Regions from separate parts of the Mus musculus genome. Here region 2 is linked to region 1. A link is a contact called in public HiCAR-type data. All regions are on one chromosome and are shown on one strand. Each heading gives the region's core, a stretch centred on a gene start, on an enhancer-like site or on the middle of the called end of the contact. The rest is flanking DNA. Distances are from core to core; before and after follow the strand shown.

Evidence for each region. HiCAR-type assays count read pairs that join an accessible place to other places.
Region 2: a contact with region 1 is called in a HiCAR-type map of astrocytes, with 5 times the contacts expected there. The contact joins the promoter of Itpripl2 here to the promoter of Nucb2 in region 1. A contact is called at or near these places in 2 of 39 promoter capture datasets (the C10 cell line and cranial neural crest) and 1 of 115 datasets of contacts at active chromatin or transcription factors (astrocytes).

Annotation. Positions count from the first base shown.
Region 1 is chr7:116,502,293-116,505,906 of GRCm38.p6, forward strand. It overlaps Nucb2 (nucleobindin 2), which reads left to right and starts at 2,077. Exons shown (of 14, transcript NM_001130479.2): 1 at 2,077-2,192.
Region 2 is chr7:118,489,929-118,493,542 of GRCm38.p6, forward strand. Itpripl2 (inositol 1,4,5-triphosphate receptor interacting protein-like 2) reads right to left here and starts at 2,047. Exons shown (of 1, transcript NM_001033380.3): 1 at 1-2,047. The coding sequence starts at 1,406.

The sequences.
Region 1 (3,614 bases), core at 827-3,326:
CTTCCCCATGCCCTTCACCCCAGAAAGGTGTCGTCACCTCAGTCACCATACTCCTGTTCGCTGTCTTCTTCCTTTAATTACATCATTGGATGAATTCCACCTTCTCGTTTGCCAGGTTTTACTGATCTGCATCAGATTTCTATGAATCATACAGACAGATCAGCACCAGGGTTTCTAAGGTTTGCCCTTAGAAAATCTATGCCCAGTTTTTGTGCCCCATTCACATGGTATTTGTCCTTGTGATAGGTTAATAGGTAATGGAAATGTTCAAGGCAGTTCCTGGCTTTAATAAGTTAATAGTCTAGTATCTTGTTTTTGTTTCATAAGGCAGGTTCTTACAGAGCTCAGGCTGGCCTGGAATTCCCGATTCTTTTGTTTCCATCTACCATATGCTAATCCTGAAGGCGTGGGGACCACCGTGCCTAGTGAGTCTAGCAATTCCCACAGTGCTGGGGTGGAATATCAACTCAAATATTACAGGATTACTAACGATTCTTAGGATGTAGGTAATATCTCTCAAGTTGAAATTTAGTGTGCCTATAACATAATCTTTTATCCTCTTCAAGTGTCATTACATTCAACTTGTTCATTTTTTTTTAAACATATGTCTCTGCTCTCAATCCCTCAGTGGAAGCAGAGCCACAAAACAAAAAATGGACAACATTCTAAAACACAAAAGGAGCTTAGCTTTGGGATATTATTCAAAGTAAGTGGACGAGAGGTGTGGATAAGAGTTAAAATCTAGAGGCTGAGGTTTTGGTTTAGTCACCATCCCAAGAATGGCCGAGTTAGTACAATGTGACTGACTCTTTTTTATAGACTGTAAGTGTGTGTGTGTGTGTGTGTGTGTGTGTGTGTGTGTGTGTGTGGCTGTTACTGACCCCATTTTATACACAAGGAAATGGAAGCATAGTGCTCTGATACCTTCTTTAGGATGGGTTAGAAAAGTTGAGTGTTGCAAGAGAGAAGTCTGATCTCTAATGGTGCACACAGCCATTAACCCACGTTGTGTCTTGCTAACAGTGGTTTCCATTGCAGTCTACCCTCCCCTGGATCTGTGGGTTCTTCGTTTGTAGATTCAACCAACTAGAGATAGAGAGAATGAGACAGAGAGCGAGCGAGCGAGAGTGCTAAGTGCCAGCATTCGTGTGTCTCTCTCTGCTTCCTGATACCTTGTGCCAGCTGCCTCAAGCTTCTTCTACTGCTGTACTGAAGCACACCCTTAAACTGTGAGCAAAACAAACAAGCAAAACCCCAAAACCAAACCAAACCAAACCAAACCAAACCAAACCAAACCAAACCAAACCAAACCCCTCTTCCTTCTTTAACTGCTTTTCTTAGTATTTTTCGTTGCAGCAAGGAGACCAGCCAGTCAGTACACAACCTAGGACCTTTTTCTTTGGGTTGAAAAACAAAACAAAACAAAACAAAACAAAACAAAACACCCTAAAAATCAGTCAGGTGCGAGTAACTGGCACTCACGCTTCAAAACCAGCTCCAAGGCTCTAAAGCTTTTCTACCCTCCAAGCACGTACAAAATGCCCCACGGTTAAAATGTTGTTAATGTTAAATGTGTTGAAGATGTCTTGACTCCACGGGGCAGAGAGAAGAAAAATCTGTATCTGAGAGGTAAATGCTATTAAGTCACAGGGACTCAGGGACCACGATAAGGAGGGTGGGGGTACGTTAAATACCAGTCTGAGTCCCTGCAGGAAAGAGGCTCTCCAAGACTCACAAGAGGGCTACCACTTTTTTCTCCACCACTGTGGGCGCTGCAGGCTCATGCCAGAGACCAAGAACCTGGCAAACCCTAAGATTTTGTGGGGGATCCCCGGGCATCACTTCACCCTACTAAGCCATGCACTAAGAGCTAGTCTAAGACAGCAAGGGAAGGAAGAGGCGCGGCTTCCTCACGCTTCGGAGAGCGCCACGTCCCTCTTGGCTAGTTCTTCCAGAAGCGCCTTCGCGTAGGCGCGTCCCTGGACCAGTTCACCAATAGGAGTCCTCCGCGATCCGGAGCTGGACCAATTAGCGGCTGTGGGGGGAGGAGGCAGTCACCATGGCAACCAGGAGGCGGGCACGCATTAGGCTGTGGATCAGAGCAAGGCGGAGGGCCGTGGGCAGGGAAAACTGGTGTGCTCGCGGCGGGCATCAGTCGGCTTAGCCTCGCGCGCCGGGACCCTGCAGAGAAGGTCAGTGGCGCGGAGCAGGGTGTAGATCCCAGCCTCGAGGAGGCTGGACGGGTCACAGAAGAGAGGGCGCAGGTCTGTTCTTGCCCTGCCCATGGTTGTGGGCATGGAGGGCCGAGTTCTGGGCGGGCAAGGTTGGGGAGGGTCTCCCAGCTGAAGCCGGAGGCGTCGGGTCCACTCCACCACTCTTCTAGCTACAGAGCGCTTGAGCTTTTCTTCCGGGTGGGTAGCACGAGCAGGCAGAGTAGGTGCTGGACCCAGACTGGGGCGGGGTACGTGGGCGAGGGGCTCGCCCACTGGTGAGGTCTCTGGACCTATCGATTCCCGGCTGATGCTCCGCGCCCCCCCGCCCCCCTCCAGTTGTGGAGCAAAGCTAGGCCCAGGAACACAGCTCTTCCCCGGGGTATGTGAAACCAGCATCTGCCACTAAGGAGAAAGTTCCTGCCAGCTGTAGTATCGTTTGCCCCAAAGTGACAAATTAGGTGAAAGAGGATACATTTTGATTTAGGGGGAAGAGAAAGATGTTACTTTCTTGTTGCACCTGCTGAATGTTACCTCCGTGGGCTGGTGTGGTTATTGTGGTTGATACAGACAGCAGTCTTACCAGACAGTTATTTTGCAAAATCAGAAAGGGGTGGAGGGGAAGAGAATGAAAATGAACAGGAACCCTTGTTCTGATAATTTATACCTTTTACACGGGTTAATGTACCTTTTACACAATTGAATGCCGAGTGCTATCATCTAAGTTTCTTATTTAAGAAACTGTGGATAAATAATATACATTTTATCCCCCTCCCCAATCATCCTGATTTTGACAAAAGGCAGGAAAGTGGTGACTCACACAATATCAGCTGTTAGGGGAGCCTGAGGCAGGAGGATACGGGGCTTAAATGAAAATATTTGTTATAGTGAGTTACAGTTAATTTTGGGATTTCCCTACAGGAAAGCTTAAAATGTTGAGATGATTGTCCCAAAGAATTGTCAAGAGGTGATAGTATTCTACCAGGCATTTGGACCAGGGAGCCTTTGGCTATTTAAATTGCTTCTTAAGGTCTTCCCTGGCTGGTTTTGTTAAGAAACTGGACTTGAGTAATGCTCAGATTATTTTATCTTAGAAATTGTATCAGGAGTTTTCCCTCACATAAGCTGTGTTATGGTTCTATAAAACTCAAATTCAACAAATAATGGTCCATGTTCCAACACATGTTCCTTGGTTAACACAATTAACAGGGTTGCACATTAAAATAATGGAAATTTAGGATTACAAATGAAATCTCAGATAGTATCACTCTAGTTATTAGGTGAGCACAGGACTCTCCATCATTAGGTTTGTCTGATGTGGGTCAAAAATTCATTTCCAAGAGCCATCTAGATGACTCGGTGGATAAAGGCGCCCGCAGCCAAGCCTGATCTCCCTCTGAGTTT
Region 2 (3,614 bases), core at 797-3,296, 2.0 Mb after region 1:
GGCAGGGGGCCAACCTCGGCAGCCGCCCCAGTCGGACCTAGGACACAATGGAAGAGATCTCGGCGTCTCAGCAGGCAGTCCCTAAGGAACTTCACCAACTTCTCCAAGCACTCACTCAGGTGTGCCTCGTCCCAGCTGGGCGTTGGGCTGCCCTCGTTCAGAAGCACCTCCAGCACCGCCGTTTTGAGCACGTAAGAGGACAGGATACGTCCCCAGTGTGTAGCAGCCATCGGGTCCAGCCCGCGGGCACCCAAGTCTCGAAGAGCCTTAAGCAGCTGCAGGCACTTGAGATAGCAGGCACCTGGAGGCGCCCGTTCCTGAAGCCAGCCCAGCAGTTTCTGCTCCTGACGTGCTGTGTTCACACCCCACAGAGCCTCGGCGCGCAGGCCACCCGGGAGCTCTGACAGGGCCCCGCTAGGCGAGGGTGGTGGTGGTGGTGCCACAAGGAAGACGCCATCACCCAGGTGGACAGCAGGGATGAGGCGCACGGCCATGGAAAGGCGGCAGCAGCCATAGTCCGTGCGGCAAGGAAGGATGTGGAGGGTGGGGGGCTGCTCCAGACTGCCTGGGGTCAGGCTGACCCGACAGCGACCCTCCAAGCTGTAGCGCACAGTGGCCAAGGAGCGCTGTAGGTGCGCCTGGAACCAGCGCAGTACCAGGGTAGCTGAGAGGTGGCGACGGCCCTGCACATCCACACAGAAGCCTTCAGCGAAGGGTTTGCAGTCGCGATGCCACTGGCCCGTCGAGGCCCCCGATGGCGAGGGTGGTGCCTTGAGGGCGCACACGAAGCAGCTGCGGAAGGCTGGGGTCAGCGAGGGTTCGGTCCCCAGGCTCCGCGGCTCCAGCGCCACCTGCGGCGGGAGTCGCAGTGGCACCAACACGTCGAAGCTGTCGGGTCGGCGGATTTTATGCTGTTCATAGGCGCTGCCCACCTGGATGAAGTCTCCCCGGAAGGCCAAAGCCAGTGCTCCCCCGGTGATGAGGCCTGGAGACCCTCGGGCCCGGCCAGCTTGCACTAGTTCCCCCACAATCCGGCTCACATGTGCCTTGCTGTGACCTAGCACATGCGGCGACAGGCGCACTTCGTGCTCATAGTAACTCTCCAGTAAGATGCTCAGGCCTGGCTCTTGCAAGGATCTGGCTGAGAAGTTGGCATGACCACGCGGGCGGGAAGAGCCTGGCAACAGGCGCTGGCGGATGGCGTGGCGACATCGTAGGAGGATGTAGCCGAGGAGAAGAAGGATGGCCACCTTGAGCAACGGGAAACCGCTGTCTGCGCCGTCGGGGGACTCGGCCCGGGCATCCTCGCTGCTGCGTAGGGCATGGTAGAGGCACACCAGCGCCGTGCACAGCCCGGTCACCAAGGGCCAGAAGACCCGCAGGTTGAGCGTGTACCGCACGGACATGCCGGGAGACCGGGCGGCCCAGGGCGCGAGCCCGGGTGGTGTCCCCTGCCCAGCATGCGCGCAGCGTCCCGGAGGCCCCGAGGCCCCCGTGTCCTTGGCCTTGAAGGAGGCTCCCCGCTCGCAGCGCCGGGGCCAGCAGCCCCGCTGCTCTGCCTCCACTCTTAGCTCAAGTTCCCCTTCCAGGCGCCGCCCGCGCAGCTCGCTCCGGCCCCTGACCGCGCCCTGTCCCTGTCCCGCTCAGTCCCAGCCGCGCTGCCCTGGGCTGGCTTCTGCCCCGGACTCCTACCCTACCCTGGGCGGCCCTCCTGGCTCCGCCACAGCTGTGCACAGGGGCGATCGGCCGGGTTACTCGGGTCCCGGGATTTTCTTCTTTCGGAGGGGAAGGCCGCGCCGGGCAGCCGGGAGGAAATGCCGGAGTCTGGAGCCTCGCGGGGAGGGCGGCCCCCTCCCAGCCTCCGCCTGGTTCGACGTCGGGTGGCCAGAGGGACTTCGGGACTTGCGGGAGACTGCACTCCCGAGGGCTACTCCTGGGCCCCCTCCTGGAAGGCAGAACGGGGAAGGCCTGGTTCCGGGGCGGTGGCTGCATCTGATCCCGCACTTACTGGGAAGTTGCTGGAGGAAGGCTTGCAGCCCCACCGCCCGGCCCTCCCTTCGCCCGGCCCCACCCCCAACGAGTCCCGCTGGCGGCGTGGCAGGCTCGGGCGGAAGTGGCCCCTAGCTGTCTGCCGCTGTGCTGTCTTGTAAACCTCTGTAGAGTACCTACTAAGCACTAGACAGGAGCCTAAGGGCTGGGAATGCAGTTGATAGTGTGGAGGTTCTCTTGCCTGTTATTCAAGCTCACAGTCTGGTAAAACGGGACTACGAACAGAGAAGGGTGGTGATGACTGCCTCTGATCCCGAGGCTGGAGTCATGAGTTCAAGACTAGTCTGGGCTACATAGACTGTCTCAAAAACAAAGATTCCCACCAGCAGATGTTCTGAAAGGAAGCTGAATGAAGGAGTACAGGTTGATCTTCCAAAGGATGATCCTCAGAGTCCTGCCCCAAACTGTAGGGTGTCTGACGAGGTAGTGTTGGATCTGAGACCTGGGAGAGCTGGTGCAAAGCGATAATGATAGTTTTTGCAGGACAGGAGACAGGTTTGATGCCCAGCCTCACCACCTGAGTTTGATTCTCAAACCTGCATAGTGGAGGGAGAGAAGTGTTCTGCAAGTTACCTACCCTCTGACCTCCTCGTATATGCAAGCACACACACACACACACACACACACACACACACACACACACACACACACTTACTTTAAAAAGGAAAGAAAAGAAAGAAAGAACTGTGTTTTGGTTTTGGTTTGCCTTATACCTGCATCAGTCACATGGTACATACTTACTCTGTACTTTAATGCTAATCCATACTGATAAGACCTTAGTGCTAATATCTATTGCCAATAAGTAGTATCTTCTCAGATTTTCTGATACTAGAGTCCAGCCAGGTTCCAAAGATCACCCAAAGTCACACAGCCTTTGCAGAGCTGTGCTTCCATCTAGAGGAGTCAGAAGGCAGGGTGGCCAGGGAAGAGGTCCATGTGTCCTTTGGGCATTTTTTTTTTTTCTGAGTCCTTTGTGAGGACTCTTACAAACCTGGAAAGCCTGCGCTTTTTCATAACACGAAAGTCCCAGGAACAATTTGAATGTATTTGAATAGTCGTCTGTATTTGTTCACACTTATTACACCTTGCTGCTGTATAAGGGGAGCAAGGGTAAATGACTTAGAGCATATGGGATCCCAACCATAGAACCAGGATAGAGGGTCATCCCAGCATTAGTCCAGGAGATCCTGACTGAACTAGTCAGGCTAAGCAGAAGTGTGTGTGTGTGTGTGTGTGTTCACTCACATTTATATGTGAAAGCCATAAGTTAACCTTGGGTGTTATTCCTCAGTGTCATTCCTTGGGTGCTATTCCGCCTTGGGTTTTGAGACAGGGTGTCTCACTGAACCTGAGGTTGCTGTTTCGGTGGCCAGCAGCTCCAGGCATTGGCTTGTTTCTACCTCCCCAGTGCTGGAGTTTCACATTCGGGCCATCGTGTGCTGCTCCTCCATACCTGCCTCCTCCTCACAGAGGTTCTGTGGATGGAACAAGGGTCTTCGTGCTTGTGAGGCGAGTGTTATACTGACTGAGCCATCTCCCCAGCCACTGGATTTATTTTTAGATCC